Linked DNA regions of Sus scrofa: regions 1 and 3 are each linked to region 2. The links are chromatin contacts, called in public Hi-C and promoter capture Hi-C maps. All regions are on one chromosome and are shown on one strand. Each heading gives the region's core, a stretch centred on a gene start, on an enhancer-like site or on the middle of the called end of the contact. The rest is flanking DNA. Distances are from core to core; before and after follow the strand shown. Region 1 holds the start of TMEM186 (transmembrane protein 186). Region 2 holds the start of DEXI (dexamethasone-induced protein). Region 3 holds the start of C3H16orf72 (UPF0472 protein C16orf72 homolog).

The links. Promoter capture Hi-C pulls out the DNA fragments that hold promoters and counts their contacts. Hi-C and Micro-C count contacts between places; a contact is called where the count stands out from the background.
Region 1: a promoter capture Hi-C map of liver shows a contact between it and region 2, with 6 times the contacts expected there. The contact joins the promoter of TMEM186 here to the promoter of DEXI in region 2. A contact is called at or near these places in 1 of 5 promoter capture datasets (liver) and 2 of 47 Hi-C or Micro-C datasets (heart right ventricle and retroperitoneal adipose tissue).
Region 3: a contact with region 2 is called in a Hi-C map of liver, with 7 times the contacts expected there. The contact joins the promoter of C3H16orf72 here to the promoter of DEXI in region 2. A contact is called at or near these places in 2 of 5 promoter capture datasets (fetal skeletal muscle and liver), 1 of 47 Hi-C or Micro-C datasets (liver) and 1 of 2 datasets of contacts at active chromatin or transcription factors (alveolar macrophages).

What each region holds. Positions count from the first base shown.
Region 1 is chr3:33,891,141-33,893,840 of Sscrofa11.1, reverse strand. TMEM186 (transmembrane protein 186) reads right to left here and starts at 1,326. Exons shown (of 2, transcript XM_003124605.4): 1 at 1,192-1,326; 2 at 1-172. The coding sequence starts at 1,194. It overlaps PMM2 (phosphomannomutase 2), which reads left to right and starts at 1,369. Exons shown (of 8, transcript XM_021086654.1): 1 at 1,369-1,524. The coding sequence starts at 1,459.
Region 2 is chr3:32,158,945-32,161,644 of Sscrofa11.1, reverse strand. DEXI (dexamethasone-induced protein) reads right to left here and starts at 1,423. Exons shown (of 2, transcript XM_003124598.4): 1 at 470-1,423. The coding sequence starts at 903. The coding sequence ends at 616.
Region 3 is chr3:33,653,896-33,656,611 of Sscrofa11.1, reverse strand. C3H16orf72 (UPF0472 protein C16orf72 homolog) reads left to right here and starts at 1,274. Exons shown (of 4, transcript XM_003354616.4): 1 at 1,274-1,966; 2 at 2,634-2,714. The coding sequence starts at 1,741.

The sequences.
Region 1 (2,700 bases), core at 77-2,576, 1.7 Mb before region 2:
ACACCATCTGAAATTTCTCAGTCTCTGTGCCCAGCGGGTTCTTCTTGGATGGCAGAGGCCTGCTCCCCGCCCACCTCCTAGGATCCTGCCCACTGCAGCGCCACAGCCTGTGGAAAGGCCTTCCCCATGCAGCCTGCCTTGGTGACCACAGCACAGCTCGGAGCAGGGCAGCCTGGAAAGGAGACAGGGAGACCATTTCTCTCTGGAACTCAGCCAAGCTAATCACACAAGGACCACATGCAAAACATCTGCTACAGAGGATCCTGCCAGCCTGGTGAGGTCAGCATGATTGCCAGAGATGGAAAGAAAGCTGAAATCAGAGGCTTTACCTCTACCTCACGTGATAGTCAGGGAAGCTGTGTGCTAAAGGAACCACTGCTTCTACTTTACCACTGAGGAAACTAAGCCCAGAGAAGGTGAGAAATTTACCCAAAGACACACAGTCAGGGAGTAGGGCAGTCTAACTTTCAAACCCAACCTCTTTCCTCCAGGCAGCTCAAGTAGGCGCAGGCTTCATTCATTCAGCACATACCCAAGGAGGGCCGGTTCTGGCTGGATACCGGATCCACGGCCTGTGTGAACACTTCCTCAAGCAGGAAACTAAATCAGTGTCCCAGTGGGGAACAAATCCGCTAGCTAATCATCATAATAACTGTAGAATTCTCGGTTAGGTTAAAAGCGTCATCTTGGGGGCAGAACGTAAACGCTGTTTTCTTGGCCTGGATTGAGGGAAGGGATAGAATGGAGGAGGAAGGGATGGAGGCGTCAACTCATAGCACAAGGGTTTTATTAGATGCACAGTTCTACACCTTGAATATTGCACCGAAAGGTGCTTTGAGCTTTGAAGCCAGTTTTGGGTTCCAACCCTGGCTCCTACAGTCACCGGCTGTGGATCGTTGGGCAAATTACTCCACCTCTCTGGGCCCTGGTTTCTCTATCAAAGTGGGTATCCGTAACATACTGAAGAAGGTAACAGTTTTAAAGCCTTTAAATGCAGTAATGCACGGTGAATGCTAAATTTTAGTTGGCCCACGTGACCTAGGGGGCATAGGACGGCGGGGAACCCACGTCGGAGGTCCCTCCTCCGGATTCTCCGAATCAGAACCTAAGGCGTCCGCAGGCCTGCCCGGGGCCTGACTCCGACCCCCAAAGCACGACCCCTCCCTTTCTTGCCACCAATTGCCTTCTTACCATGGCCCCGCAGCCTGCAGCTGGAAGCGAGTCCCTCGCGTTCCGGGAATCTCCGAGAACGTGTCCTCCGCCCTAATGGGACAGCGTGGGGGCGCGCTGCATTCTGGGATCTGTAGTCCAGCCAGCAAAGCCGACGCTAGTCTCGGGCACTGCGGGAGGGGAATTCTCTTCCCGGCGTGCCCTGCGGCACGGGGGCCGGACCCGGAAGTTCCGGGCCGGGTGCCAGGTGCCAGTAAGTCGTGTAAGGTTTACGTGGAAACTGGGGTCATGGCTGCTCCCGGCCCAGCGCTCTGCCTCTTCGACGTGGACGGGACTCTGACCGCTCCCAGGCAGGTAAGCGGTGCAAAACTCCCTACGGCTCCCCGGTGGGTGTAATGACCGTCCAGGTAGGCGACCTGGGGCGGCTAAGGACCGCCTACCTCCCACGGAGGGGCTGAACTTTACTCTGGGTTCCTTGGAGTCATGAGACGAAAGCTCTCACCAGCTTTTCGAGACTTCAGGGTCCTCGGAGAGAAGGGACAGGCTAGGAACTCTTGAGAGCAAGGAACTTTGATTGGAAAACGCAGTTCTGGACTCTCATCAGCACCCCTGGGTTTGAATCCCGGATCAGCCGGGTTTACCAGCTTGTGTGCCCTCTTCAGACCTATCACCTGTGGTCTGCGCCTGTAGCCTGACATGAAAGACATAGGTTTCCAGGCCAAACAGACCTAGCAGAGTCTCTGCTTGACAGCTGTGTGACTTGAGCAAGTTAGTTAACCTCAGAGCCTCAGCATCTGTGGCTTTAAATGGGGCGTCTACCTGTTCCATGTGATGTTTGAATGAATGGATGAAATCATTTAAGTTCTTGAAAGTTATCTTACATACGGTAGACTGTGCTCAATAATACTCAGTAAGTATTCGCTGCCACCGCCACTCCCTGCTCTAGCCTTGCAGTGGAAGGGGGTGATAGAGGAAACCTAGATTGCCACAGGCTGCCTGCCGAGAACCTTCTTGGACTCCTGGAAACTTGCTTTCCATTTCCAGATTTTGCTGCCACGAGCACGGATAGGTCTCAAGATGAACCGTTGTGATGAAGCTTACCCTGACCTACCCTTTGCACACATTAGAAGAGCAGCCATTTGAACTTGAGACTGGCGCTAAATGGCCTCAGTCTCTCTCTACCCTGCTGCGTTTGGGTCGGGTGGTAGCACTGGTGTGCTCCAGAATTCCTCACTGAATGCGTGTGGCCTTAGATGTATCATTTTACTTTTCTGAGCCACAGGTGCTCTGTATGTACTGATGATGCACAGTTGTAAGTTCTCCACAGGCCCTTTTTGACTCCGTAATCAGTGCACACTTGCAAGTTGTTAAACACTCAGAGTGGCCTGGAGCCGAAGTCAGCAGTTCATTGTTTGCAAAGGGCCAGATAGCAAATACTTCCGTGTTTGCTGACCATATGGTCTGTAGTAACTATTCAACCTAAATCCAAAAGCAGCCATAGACCAGATGTGGACCTAGCACAGCTGTGTT
Region 2 (2,700 bases), core at 174-2,673:
CCAGTCCTCCAAGGGGCCACAGGACAAAGGTGATCAGGGCCTGGCTTCCTACCTCTTTTAACACTGCAAGTCTTTATCCTTCCAGGACTAGTGGGAATTCCCCCAAAGCCAAGGTCACCATCAAGACAGGTTAAGGATGGGGGGAGGAGTTGACAGGTCTGCCTTAAATGGATTTGGGTGCAAAGGCTTTTCCCACAAGTTTTGGCACTTGGTACTATGGCTAACCAAGATGCCACTTAGGTCCTGCCTCCCTTCCCTTCTTCACCAGCTGTAAGCCTTGCTAAGGGGAAGCTTTCCTGCCCTAAGAGTCTCAAAAGAGTCCAGCCATTCCTGGCATCCAAACAGACCTAGGGGAAGTGGATGGAGGAATCAAAAGTCTGGGGTAGGGTTGTGTGTCCGGCTTGGGATGCCTCCCTCTTCCTAGCCAGCGCCCCAACCCGCCCTCATCCTGCGCAGAGAGGGCACTTACAGGCCTTGGAGGCCGGAGAGGGCCTCGTCCTGGGGGTCCCATCCCTGGCCTGACGGTGCCCTCAACCAGCAGCGGCAGCATGATCTAGGCGCTGGTCCAGGTCGAGGGTTGCGGGTCGTAGGGGGAGCGGGGGACAGCAGCCAAGCCTACTCCAAGTAACCATCGAAGACGTCGAGCTCCGAATCGGCATCGTAGAGGCCCGAGCCGGGGTCAGAGAGCACGCCGAGGTCCACGAGCGCCTGGTCCATGTCCTCGGGCAGGAAGACTAGGCCCACGTTAAGGACGATGTACTCCATGAGAAAGGCGTAGTATAGGATCAGCACATTGACGAAAAAAAGGCCCACGTAGAACATAGAGGGTAGCAGCGGCGGCGGCACGGAGGGGACCAGGGGGCCCAGCGCGTCCAGGTGGGCCGCGACCCGGGCGCCGGGCATGCAGGGGGCGGCGAGGGCGGCAGCAGCCCGGCGATCTCAGCGAGCTCAGCCGCTGCGGCGCCCGGCCAGCCGGCGAGCGGGCAGCTCAGCCATCCAGGGCCGCCCCGGGGCTGGCCGAGGCGGCGCTGGGCCCCGGCGGTGCCCCGGGGGATGTGCGTTGGCCCCTGCAGACGCACCCGGGCCCCCGAAACGTGCCAGGCGGGTCACCCCACCCCCAGAGGTGCCCACACGGCCCTGTAGATCTGCCCAGCGGTCAGGCGGATCCCCCTGAAGTAGCCGGCGGCTGCCCGGCTCCTCCGATGTGTCCCGCTCGCGCTCACGGGCCCTCGCAGCGCCTGCGGGGACCCTCGCCGCGGGTCATCTCAAGGGCCAGTCCCGGCGGCGGTCTCTTCAGCCGCGCCCAGCCGTTCCTCGAGCCCTCTCCGCGCCCCCGAAGGCCCAGCGCCCATAGCTGCGGCCGCCGCGTCGCTCTCCTGGTCGCATTCCGAGCACCGCCTCCGGAGCAGCCCCGCGCTGATTGGCCCGCCGCCCCAGCCTGCGCTGATTGGTAACCTCAAAGCCAACACTGATTGGCCCGAGCCGTCAGATGGGCGGGTACCTCCGCGCTCCGCCCCTCGAGGTGCTGGCTGCTGAGTTTCTTTCCTAGTTCCGGACTCAGAGCAGATCTGGAATACAATTTTCTCAGTGAATCCGCGACGGAGTAGGGGGAAGGGAAAGAGTTAGAACACATTTCAAACCTAGACGTATCCTAAGGCTACCAAAACTGAGGGAAACCTTGGTTTCATTAGCACCTGCTGGATTTGAGTATTGGCGCCAAGCCTTTTTGGGAGTCAATTTACCAGTTGAAAAAAGAGGCAGGGTCGGGGCGGTGGACCTTACCAGTGAAAATTTTGGATTTCCCTGAAGTGGCAAATTGTCCTCGGTGGGGAAGATCGACCAGTCCCCTTCATCTCTCCAAATTCTGGCTGCTGGAAGGTCCAGCCCCGCGGTACGGGGCGGGATGGGAGTGGGGGGAATCTGCGTAATAAGGCAGGTCAGGTCTGCAGCAGGAGAATTGCTTCTTGTTTTTACTTTGAGAAACTTGTTTTAAAGCAGTAATAATGCACGTGGTTTTAACCAAGAAATACACAGAAAAGTAATTTCCCTCTGATTCCCCTCCTCAGGGGCAACACCTGTACATCCACCAAGCAACTGATCTTGCCCAAAGCACCCTCCAAAGCAGTTAAGCAGGCCACACTGAGCTGGGTGCTTTACATGCATTGCTTAATTGCAGCCAGATGGGGAAGTGTAGTATGTCATCCCTTTCTACAGACGAGAAAACTGAGAAACAGAAGGACTCTGGAAGCTTCTGGGCCTGTGGGTGTTTGGAGGACAGAACCTGCCCTATTTTCTCCATGACTGTCTCTTGCTCCTTTAGGTGAACTGCAGAGCAAACCATTAATCCTCCAACTGGTGAAAATGAAACAAACTGTCATTCATTTATTCACTCTGCCAACACTTGTTGAACACCTATTATGTGCCAAACTTTGTGCTAGGCATTGGGGAGAACATTGGCTTCTTAGTCCAATTCTGTCCTAAGCGACACAGTAGACCTTTGATAACTATGAGGTGTAGAAATGAATACATAGGAAAAAAATTGCCTCCACAAAATTTCTCCCTCCTAATCCAGAAGAGAAATGTAGATACATCTTGGCTGGTGTAGGAAGCTGGGTATTTCCTTATTTTTAAAAACGTGGTTGTTTTGGAAATGGTATGGATTTTGGGTGAAGACCAGAGAACTCTGAAAGTACAGGACGT
Region 3 (2,716 bases), core at 25-2,524, 1.5 Mb before region 2:
CGGCGGGGCCAGATCCTGCCGGGACTTGTAGCCCACAGTGAGGTCAGATTTTCTTCCAAAAGTGATGGCTTTACAGCCAAACCGCTTTGTAGAAGGGCGCTTTCGCAGCCCCTGGGACTTATCCAAGCCCCCGTGGCTCGTACCCCCGCCGTCAGCGTATGAGTCTAAGGGCCAGTTTTGCATCTGTGCGGTCATCGCCCCTTTACGTGGCTTCTTCCTCTCCAGACCTTGAGCCCCTGGGACGTCCCCAGCCTGGTGACCACAGCGCGCAGCTCGGCGCCTGGTCCACAGGAGGCGCGCAGCCCGGGTGATGCGGAGATCGCACACGGCAGGTGATTGAGAAATCGGCGCAGAACTAACCCCCTGGAAACCCGGCCTCCCACTTGGCGCGGCCACGAGGATTCCCGGCCGGAGGAGGCGGGGGCTGGCGCGTGACGCAGGCTGCAGCACATGGCCCAGGAGTGTGCTTTTTGGGACAGGTGCGGGGGCCGCCAACTTCACGAAGGCACAGACGCAGCCTGGCCGAGGCACAGCTCTCCTGCCGAGGTTTATTTTCGGCTTTGTGAGTCGGCTGCGCGGCCGCAGAGGTCTAGTCAAGGGACGGGTCAGGGTGGGGGGCGGGCGCAAGAGCCCCCTGGACGCAACGAGAAGCGAGCCGCGTGAGTGGTGGCGGCCCGCCGGCCTAGCCACTTAGAAGTTTTTTTGTGGACTCCAAGGCTCAACTTGCTAATCTAGGAAATTGGTCTCTGAAATAAACGAAGACTCGCTTCGCAAGTTCATTCACCTTCTTCACTTCCCTCTTCTCTTTGGAAGCCCAAGAGTCTGGCGTAGGAGGCTGTCACCCACTACATCCCTCAGTCCCAGGGGCCCAGTAGCTGGACTAGACTTTGCGTCCCCCGGGGCCTCGGAAGCGCCGGAAAAGCCCCCTCGGGGTGCGGCCGCGGGGCCAGGTCACGTGACCCCCGCACGCCGCCTGGCAGCTGCGGCTGCAACTAGCGCGCATGCGCATTTCTCTATCCTCCCCACCTCGGTTGGCTCCGACGCAACCACTGTCAGCTCCTCCCCTCTGTCCCAGTCTTCATCCTTCCTGACTTTCACTCCCTTTCCCCCGCCCACTGGTTACGTCAGGCGGACAGGCCTACGAGCCAATCACGGCTCTATATTCAGGGGACGGCACGCGGAACCGGTCGGATCGGACCAATGGGGGCTCTCGGAGTGGGCGCGCCCCAACTGGGCAGGGGAGCCGGGGCCGAGTGGGCGGTGCTTCCCCAGTCAGCATGTGGGCGGGGGAGGGCGGTGACCAGCAGCCGCAGAGGCGTCGACGGCGGCGGCGACGACGAAGACGTTCCTCAGTCTTCGGGGTGGGCTCGGTGGCGCAGGCCGGGCTTCGCGGAGGTCTCGGTGGTCTGCGGCGGCGGCCCTAGAGAGGCCGCGGCGCTATGGCGTGGTGGTAGACCGGCTCAGGCCGGCGAGGCGAGGGGCGGCGGCGATCATCCGGTCCGCGGCGACCTTCGGCGGGGCCCGGGGGTAGGGAGACTCGGGGCGGGGGTCGTCCCGGACAGCGCGGGGCCGCGGGGCGGGGCTCGCAGGCCGTCGGGGTGCAGGAGGTCTGGGTCGCCGCGAGGAGCCGCCGCCGGCCGCTGGGCCCCGCCACCGGGCCGCTCGACGACGACGCTCCCGCGGGAGCCCCGCCTGAGGAGGACGCGGCGGCGGCGGCGAGGCCGCGGGAGGCCGCGGAGGATGGAGGAGCGGAAAGAGGAGGGCGAGGCCGAGATCCAGGAGCACGGGCCCGAGCACTGGTTTTCCAAGTGGGAGCGGCAGTGCCTGGCCGAGGCGGAGCAGGACGAGCAGCTGCCCCCCGAGCTGCAGGAGGAGGCGGCGGCCGCCGCGCAGCCCGAGCACAAGCAGCAGAAACTGTGGCACCTCTTCCAGAACTCGGCCACCGCCGTGGCCCAGCTCTACAAAGGTGAGGGCTGCTGCCGCCATCTTGCGCCGTCGCCCCCGTCGCCGCCGCCTAGGGCCCGGCTGTCGGGCGGTCGGCGGAGAGTCCGGGGTTGGCGGTGGGGTTGGGCGGTCTCCGAGGCTCCGGCCGTCGCGTCGCGGCCCTGCCGCCCCCTCCCCGCAAGATGGCGTCGCGGGAGGCGGGCCGTCGGGAGGCGCCCGGGGGGTGGCCCGGGGCGGGCGCTGGGGGCTCCTGCGTTGGGGGCCGCCCGGGGGGCCCCTCGCTTCTGGGGCCGGGCCGCCGGGCGCCCGGGGCCTGTGAGGGGAGGGGAGGGGCCCCCGGTCACAAAATGGCGAAGGGAGGCTCCGGGGCGGCCTATTGTGCCGGAGCCGGTCTCGGGGCGGGGACTTTGAGGGGGCGCCTCCCACCGCCGCGCCTGGGCCCCGGCTGCGCCCCGCGTCCCGCGTCCCCCCCTGGCCGCCCGCCGCGACCCCCTTCCTGCCGGCCCCCGACCCAGTGCGGGATCCCGAAAACCTTGAACAAAATGGCGAAACCTAATATGGCCGTTCCGGAGTGATTGACGCCCAAATAACATTGCTTTCTCTCTCTCTCCCCCCTCCCCCCTCGCCCCGTCTTTGTGCATTTCTTTCTTTCTTTTTTTTTTTTTTTTTCTCTTTTTGTCGTCTTTCAGACCGAGTGTGTCAGCAGCCAGGACTTTCTCTCTGGGTCCCCTTCCAAAACGCAGCCACCGCTGTCACCAACCTCTACAAAGGT